Linked DNA regions of Macaca mulatta: region 1 is linked to region 2. The links are chromatin contacts, called in public Hi-C maps. All regions are on one chromosome and are shown on one strand. The core of a region is the stretch at or near the end of the contact, and the rest is flanking DNA. Distances in the headings are between cores, read along the strand shown. Region 1 overlaps GRAMD1B (GRAM domain containing 1B). Region 2 overlaps CLMP (CXADR like membrane protein).

The links. A called contact is a pair of places that touch in the nucleus more often than the background predicts.
Region 1: a contact with region 2 is called in a Hi-C map of fetal cortical plate, with 2.6 times the contacts expected there. The contact joins two enhancer-like sites. A contact is called at or near these places in 3 of 14 Hi-C or Micro-C datasets (cortical neurons, fetal cortex germinal zone and fetal cortical plate).

Annotation. Positions count from the first base shown.
Region 1 is chr14:124,084,106-124,088,120 of T2T-MMU8v2.0, forward strand. The region is part of intron 2 of GRAMD1B (GRAM domain containing 1B); the gene reads left to right. Among named protein-coding and RNA genes, the nearest start is that of GRAMD1B, 120 kb to the left of the region's middle. Within about 2 kb of position 2,421, at least 6 of the 40 cell types and tissues checked have an H3K27ac peak or open chromatin away from gene starts, as enhancers often do. A contact at or near this core is called in fetal cortical plate, where this site is marked.
Region 2 is chr14:123,705,941-123,710,528 of T2T-MMU8v2.0, forward strand. All of the region lies in intron 1 of CLMP (CXADR like membrane protein), which reads right to left. Among named protein-coding and RNA genes, the nearest start is that of HSPA8, 42 kb to the left of the region's middle. Within about 2 kb of position 1,456, at least 12 of the 40 cell types and tissues checked have an H3K27ac peak or open chromatin away from gene starts, as enhancers often do. A contact at or near this core is called in fetal cortical plate, where this site is marked.

The DNA.
Region 1 (4,015 bases), core at 1,171-3,670, 380 kb after region 2:
TGGTTTGTGGGTTTAGTCTGTACTTTCTGCACGTGTCCTGGGTACAGGGAGGGAGGAAGGGAGATCACTGGAATCATGAGAATTTGCCCAGCCTGCATTGCAGAGCTTCCTGGTCACGACCTAGTGAATTTCTGCCTTGTGGAACGTGCTTTGGCTCAGATGCCTATGGATTTTTCCCAGTCCTTCCCAGTGCTGCTAGTATTAATGTGGCCTTCCAGGATAAGCTCCTGCACTAGCATGCTGATCTTAAACAAAACCAGGATTCTGCTTCAGCTGGTTTCCTTCAGGAATATCCCAGATTTTACCAAGAGCTTCCCACCTTATTTAGGAACATGGTCTACTGTTCCAAAATTTAATTTATACAATGAATTTTATCTGAGGCTTGAATGTACAGCAGGAGGATTTAAGTCATCCTAGTTCCATATCTAGCTGTCTTGAGCGAATGGCAAACAGTTGCTTATACAAATTCCCTTCCTTGCAGTGTTAAGCCATCTTTCAGTCATCCGGTGCCCAGGCAAAGACATTCCAAATCCTAGTTTAGAGTTTCTTTTTCAGGGTTTCCAACAGACCGGTCATTTCATCTGTGAGTGCCCTCTGCTGGACTTCCTCCAAGTTCTTTTCAACCTCCTGGATCCCAGAGTGGACCCAGACTGGATGCTTGTCCCACTAAGGCTTTGACTCATCTGGAGTGGAGGGGGATGTGCTTTTTGACCTTGTAGCATTCTGCACTCCTTTATCAACACCCTGCATGGAGGTTGCTTTATTCATGGTCTCAGAAGATTGGTAGATTTATTTAGGGAGGAGCGTGAGTTGCCTGGAGTCCAGGTGGCCTGTATCATTGGAAAAGGCTCATAGAAGAGAAGAATTGAAAGGGTGTGTGTGAGACGGTGAGGCAGTGTCTGAATCTCTGGAAATTCTGCTCAACAATATTATTTCATGGGATTGAGTGGAGAAGTGGTTGGCGTCAATGCATCAATGCATCCATTTAACTTCTTTTTTTTTTTTTTTTGAGATGGAGTCACTCTGTCATCTAGGCTGGAGGGCAGTGGCACAATTTTGGCTCACTGCAACCTCCATCTCTCAGGTTCAAGTAATTCTCCTGCCTCAGCTTCCCAAGTAGCTGGGATTATAGGCGTGCACCATCACACCTGGCTGATTTTTGTATTTTCAGTAGAGACAGGGTTTCAACATGTTGGCCAGGCTGGTCTCAAACTCCTTACCTCAGGTGATTCACCCGCCTTGGCCTCCAAAAGTACGGGGATTACAGGCGTGAGCCACTGCACCCGGCCCATTTAACTTCTTTAAGACTGTTGAAAAACAAGCTGCAATAATGGGACAAGAGAGGACCAGGCCTCTGCCGAGGGTACTGAAGGAGGACAGATCCAGTATGTACCCTATGCCTGTTGCCACCATGGATTTATCTAGAGTCCCTCCAGCTCAATATTCACTTCTCTGATGTGTTCCCTGCAGCTTTGCAACAGAGGTGTCTGCCAGCTACACCTTATTCATTTTTCTGCTGTTGTTGCATTACAGTCCACAGTGAATATTTGTATGTCTTAAGACGGGGAGCTCCTTGCTGAAGAGACCTTGTCCTGATCATCTTTACAGCACTGTCTCCTAGCACAGTGCTGGGTACATGAGAGTGGTAAATGGAATTGAACTGGAATGCCTTTTCTTCTCATTTCTGCATATCTTCAGTCTATCCAGTGTCAGCACAAAAACCTTGTTGTTGTTAAGACAGAATTCTCTTACTGGTCCCAGAAGGAGATGACATTTCTGCATTCTGTGTTCCCATAGCACTTAATACATACTATTGAGAGTTATCATTTTTGTGCTTTTAAATATAGTTATTTATGTTGAATCTTACTTTCCAGATTCTAAGCACTTTGAGAGCAGGATCTTTGTTTGATTCATGTCTTTCTTTTCCTATAACCCACAAAATGATGCCTTGCATATAGAATAATAGCACCTAGCATTTATATAGCAGTTAAAATGTGACAGATGCTCTTTTCCATACTTCACATTTCTTTTTCTTTCCTCCTTCTTTCTCTTTCTTTCTCTTTTTCTTTCCCTCTTCTTTGACTCCCGTCTCCTCCTCTCCCCCCTCCCTCCTCCTCCCCCTCCCCTCTCCCTCCGCTCTCCCTTCCTTCCTCTCCCCTTTCCTCCCCTCCCCTCCCCTCCCCTCCCCTCCCCTCCCCTCGCACAGTGCTGGGTACATGAGAGTGGTAAATGGTAAATGGAAATGGAAATTGAAATTGTAAGCGGTAAATGGAATTGTCACTGGACTAGCTGTCTTGAGTGAATGGCAAACAGTTGCTTATACAAATTCCCTTCTTTGCAGAGTTAAGGCATCTTTCAGTCATCGATGCCAAGGCAAAGTCATTCCAAATCCTAGTTTAGAGTTTCTTTTTCACGGTTTCCAAAAGACAGTTTCATCTGTTAGTGGCCTCCCCTTCCCCTCCCTCCCGTCTCCCTTCCTTTCCTCTCCCTCCCCTCCCTTCCCTTCCTTCTCCCTTCCTATCCTTTCCCTTTCTCTTTCCTTCCCTTTCCCCTCCCTTCTCTTCTCTTCTTCTTTTTTTTTTTTTTTTTTTTGAGACGGAGTCTCACTGCATCGCCCAGGCACGATCTCGGCTCACTGCAACCTCTGCCTCTCTGGTTCAAGTGATTCTCCTGCCTCAGTCTCCCAAGTAGCTGGGATTACAGGTGCTCGCCACCAAGCCTGGCTAATTTTTTTCTTTTTTTTTTTTTTTTTAGTAGAGGCGAGGTTTCACCGTGTTGGCCAGGCTGGTCTCGAACTCCTGACCTCAGGTGATCCACCTGCCTCAGCCTCCCAAAGTTCTGGGATTACAGGCGTGAGCCACCACACCCGGCCTCTTCTCTTTTTCTTTCTTTTTCCTTCCTTCCTCCCACCACAGTCTTCCAAGTAACTGGGACTACAGGTGTACACCATCATGCCTGGCTAATTTTTTTTTTTTTAGAGATGGGGTCTCACCATGTTGCCCAGGCTGATTAGGAACTCCTGGCCTCTTCTCTTTTTCTCTTTTTTTTTTTTTTTTTTTTTTTGAGACGGAGTCTCGCTCTGTCTCCCGGGCTGGAGTACAGTGGCGTGATCTCAGCTCACTGCAAGCTCTGCCTCCCAAGTTCACACCATTCTCCTGCCTCAGCCTCCCAAGTAGCTGGGACTACAGGTGCCCACCACCGTGCCCAGCTAATTTTTTGTATTTTTAGTAGAGATGGGGTTTCACCCTGTTAGCCAGGATGGTCTCGATCTCCTGACCTCGTGATCCGCCTGCCTTGGCCTCCCAAAGTGCTGGGATTACAGGCGTGAGCCACCGCGCTCGGTCCTCTTTTTCTTTCTTTTTCCTTTCTTCCTCTCACCACAGTCTTCCAAGTAGCTGGGACTACAGGTGTACACCATCATGCCTGGCTAATTTTTTTTTTATAGAGATGGGGGTCTCACCGTGTTGCCCAGGCTGATTAGGAACTCCTGGCCTTTTCTGTTTTTCTTTTTCCTTCCTTCCTCCCACCACAGTCTTCCAAGTAGCTGGGACTACAGGTGTACACTATCATGCCTGGCTAATTTTTTTTTTTATAGAGATGGCGGTCTCACCATGTTGCCCAGGCTGATTAGGAACTCCTGGGTTTGAGCGATCATCCGGTCTCAGCCTCCCCAAGTGCTGGGATTACAGGCATGAGCCAACCCGCCGGGTTCCGTGTTGTAGTCTCTTAACCATTGTCTTGATGATGCTTCTTGTACACATAGCGTGATATGAATCTTGTTGGATGCACGTAGTTTGATATTTATTTGAAACCAGTGCACAGTTTGAAGGTGACCCATTGTTGCTTTCTTCTCTGCCATCTGAACTGTTTTCTAAGCTATGGGAAGGAAGGCCAGAGTGGGGCGCCAGAAAGGAGGCGGTCCCTGGTTCTGGTTCCTGAGGCTCCTGGTTGGTTTTCTTTGTTGTTGTTCTGGTTTGGAAGTCAACAGTGCCATCTAGTGGCTTAACTTGCAAAT
Region 2 (4,588 bases), core at 206-2,705:
GAGGATCACCTGAGCTTGGAAAGTCGAGGCTGTAGTGAGCCATGATTGCACCACTGCACTCCAGCATGGGTGACAGAGTAAGACCCTGTCTCTAAAAAAAAAAAAAAAGGTATGTAACTTCCCTAGTTATTCCTGCAAATAACACCACTATTGTAGAACCTCAGATTGGCCCTTGGAGCTATCTTTCCAGGTTTTTTTTTCTTTTCTTTTCTTTTCTTTTCTTTTGACAGAGTGTCTCTCTGTCGCCAGGCTGGAGTGCAGTGGCACGATTTTGGCTCAGTGCAGCCTCCGATTCCCTGGTTCAAGCGATTCTCCTGCCTCAGCCTCCCAAGTAACTAGGACTACAGGCACAAGCCATCACACGCAGCTAATTTTTGTATTTTTAGTAGAAACAGGGTTTTACCATGTTGGACAAGATGGTCTCAATCTCTTGACCTTGTGATATCTGCCCACTTCAGCCTCCCAAAGTGATGCGATTACAGGCGAGGGCCACCGTGCCCAGCCAGGTTTTTTTTTGTTTTTTTTTTTTTGTTTTTTTGAGACAGTCTTGCTCTGTCACCCAGGCTGGAGCGCAGTGGCGCAATCTCCTCTCACTGCAACCTCTGCCTCCCAGGTTCCAGTGATTCTCCTGCCTTAGCCTCCCAAGTAGCTAGGATTACTGGCATGTGCCAACGTGCCTTTTTTTTTTTTTTTTTTTTTTTGTATTTTTAGTAGAGACAGGATTTCACCATGTTGGTCAGGCTGGTCTCGAACTCTTGGCCTCAAGTGATCCAACAGCCTCAGCCTCCCAAAGTGCTGGAATTACAGGTGTGAGCTACCATGCCCAGCCTCCTCCTGCCCAGTTTTATGTGGCTTCCAGGATATCTGGTTCTCCCATTATCCTGTAAGCTCCTTGAGATCAAGTACCATTCATTACTGCCTTCCCATAGTACTCAGCCCAGGGTCTCACACTGCAAGTGTTCAATTAATATTTGTTGAATTTATTTGAGTGTAACCCACATGCTCATTTTTACCAATGAACAAACTAAGACCCAGGGGTAAAAGAGACAGCGCAAGGTCCTACAACTCGTTTAGTGGCAGAAATAATCCATATAATAACCCATCCTCCCAGAATTACAATAAAGCAGCTTTAGAACAGCTGGGAAATTCACTGGTTTGCACTATACTAAGCTAAGCTTTGTAAGAAGGAGCTTTGTAAGAACGAGCTCTGGCTTAACCCTGATCACTTTCCACTGGACACAAAAATGCTCAAATGAAACCAGTGCCCTACACTCCAGGCAGAGCTAGAGAACCCAGCACCAATTTAGTGCATACAATAGATACTTAAACATTCAATAACAAATGCCAAAAGCCAGCTACAAAAGTTGCCAATTTAAGCCACTAGAGGGAATCAAAGGCTCAGATTCGGTTGATGTCCCAAAAAGACCGGAACATTGTGGTGGGTGTGCTTTGACAGTCAGCCAAGTCCTATTTATACCATATCCAGAATTAAATACAGCAGTGCAGGGAGGAGCCCCTCGGTGAATACAAATGGCTTTATCAAGGCAGGGAGCCACGAGATCGGGGCGCATACACTTCTAGTCTTCCTTGAACTTCAGTTGGTTAGACTCCAGGAGGCCACTGCGATTTCTACAGATTTCTAAGGTCCTTCTCCTTCTGTCCTTTTCTTTCTTTCTTTCTTTCTTTCTTTCTTTCTTTCTTTCTTTCTTTCTTTCTTTCTTTCTTTCTTTCTTTCTTTCTTTCTTTCTTCCTTCCTTCCTTCCTTCCTTCCTTCCTTCCTTCCTTCCTTCCTTCCTTCCTTCCTTCCTTTCTTTCTTTCCTCCTTTCTTCCTTTCTTTCCTTTCTTTCCTTTCTTTCTTTCTTTCTTTTTCACATTAAATCTTTTACATTTTTTCACATTGCCCAAAGGATCTTCTGTACTTTTTTTTTTCTTTTTTTTTTTTTTTTTTGAGACGGAGTCTCACTCTGTCGCCGGGGCTGGAGTACAGTGGCCGGATCTCAGCTCACTGCAAGCTCCGCCTCCCGGGTTTACGTCATTCTCCTGCCTCAGCCTCCCGAGTAGCTGGGACTACAGGCGCCCGCCACCTCGCCCGGCTAGTTTTTTGTATTTTTTTAGTAGAGACGGGGTTTCACTGTGTTAGCCAGGATGGTCTCGATCTCCTGGCCTCGTAATCCGCCCGTCTCGGCCTCCCAAAGTGCTGGGATTACAGGCTTGAGCCACCGCGCCCGGCCTTTTTTTTCTTTTTTTAACCCACCTAAGCAGAGAGGGGCCTGGGTTCTCTCTCTTTTTTTTTTTTTTAAGACAGAGTCTCACTCTGTTGCCCAGGCTAGAGTGCAGTCGCGCAATCTCGGCTCACTGCAACCTCTGCCTCCCAGGTTCAACTGATTCTTGTGCCTCAGCCTCCTGAGTAGCGGGGATTATAGGCGTGCGCCACTATGCCTGGCTAATTTTTGTATTTTTAGTAGAGACAGGGTTTCACCGTGTTGACCAGGCTGGTTTCAAACTCCTGACCTCAGGTGATCAGCCCGCCTCAGCTCCTTAAGTGGGAGCTTTTGCATGCACCTCAGGCACTTATCAAAGGACCTCTGGGAGCTTGAGACAATTACCTTCTGGGCCTTAATGTTTCCATCTGCAAAATGGGAATTAAAGAAGACACTGAGGAAAGCAGCTAGCACCGTGAAAGCACATAGTAGTCTCCCACTAAAGTGTTAGTTCTCTTCCCCTGCTCATCTCTGCTAGAAGGGACTTTTTCTCAGATGACTGTTGCCTACAGTCAGTTAAGACTAAAGTTTTATCCTCTAAAAGGTATTTACATCTTCCTTCCTTCCTTCCTTCCTTCCTTCCTTCCTTCCTTCCTTCCTTCCTTCCTTCTTTCCTTCCTTCCTTCCTTCCCTCCCTCCCTCCCTCCCTCCTTCCTTTCTCTCTCCCTCTCTTTCTCTCTCTTTCTTTCTTTTTCTTTTTTTATTTTGAGATGCAGTCTCGCTCAGTTGCCCAGGTTGGAGTGCAGTGGCATGATCTTGGCTCACCACAACTGCCGCCTCCTGGGTTCAAGCGGTTCTCCTGCCTCAGCCTTGTGAATAACTGGGATTACAGGCATGTGCCACCACACCTGGTTAATTTTGTATTTTTAGTAGAGACAGGGTTTCACCATGTTCGTCAGGTTCATCTGGAACTCCTGACCTCAGGTGATCCACCTGCCTTGGACTCCCAAAGTGCTGGGATTATAGGCATGAGCCACTGTGCCAGGCCGTATTTACATTTTCTTAAAGATTCTCCTGAACCTTAAGACACCCCCTTCAAAGAGGTGGGCAGGAGTAACTGCGTGTGTGTGTGTGTGTGTGTGTGTGTGTGTGTGTGTGTTTGTTTTGAGACAGTCTTGCTCTGTCACCTAGGCTGGAGTATAGTAGCGGAATCTTGGCTCACTGCAACCTCTGCCTCTCGGGTTCCAGCGATTATGGTGCCTCAGCCTCCCAAGTAGCTGGGACTACAGGCCCATGCCACCACGCCTGGCTCATTTTTGTATTTTTAGTAGAGATGGGGTTTCACCATGTTGGCCAGACTGGTCTCAAACTCCTGACCTCAGTGATCCACCCACCTTGGCCTTCCAAAGTGCCGGAATTACAGCCATGAGCCACCACGCCCTGCCATTATGAGATTTTATTGCGATTTTACTTTTTTTTTTTTTTTTTAAGGTCATCAGCTGTTGTTAGTGTTAGTGTATTTTATGTGTGGCCCAAGATAATTATTCTTCCAGTGTGGCTCAGGGAAGCAAAAAGATTGGACACTCTTGAACAGTTTAATAAATTTGTATGCCTTTTCTCCTGTTCATCTGCCTCTTGTCAGTGCTTTTCAATGAATCTTCAGCAGGCAGACAGGAAGTTTTCCCTTGACCCCGGCTGTATATATAATTCTGTAGGAGGGGTGCGTGTGTGTGTGTGTGTGTGTGTGTGTGCGTGCGCGCCTGCCTTCCAGGTTGTTTATGGAACACTGTATGCAGTTCACGACAGAGCATGATGCAATGGAAAAAGCATGAGCTTTGGAGTCTGAGAGGTCTGGACTTGAGTAGTGGCTGTAAGACCAATTAATTCCCTGATTGCTCTGAGTTGTTTACTTTTCCGTAAAAGGAAAATAAAAACATCAACTTTGGAAGTTATTGTAAGCATTATACATGATGTATGAAAGTGTCAAGCACTGGCACATGGTATGTAGCACACACTCAGCAAATGGCGACTACTATTAATAATTGTAGTTGCTGCATTTTTTTTTTTTTTTTTTTTTTGAGGCAGGGTCTCAGATACTCTGTCGGCCAGGCTGGAGTGCAGTAGCACAATCATAACTCTCTGCAGCCTCAACTTCCTGGGCTCAAGTGATCCTCCCACCTCAGCCTCCCAAGCAGCTGGGACTATAGGCTTTCACCACCATGCCTGGCTAATTAAATTTTTTTTTTTTTTTAAATTTATACGGAGTCTCACTCTGTCACCCAGGCTTGAGTGCAGTGGCGTGATCTCAGCTCACCAAAACCTCTGCCTCCTGGTTCAAGCGATTCTCCTGCCTCAACCTCGTGAATAGCTGGGATTACAGGCCCAC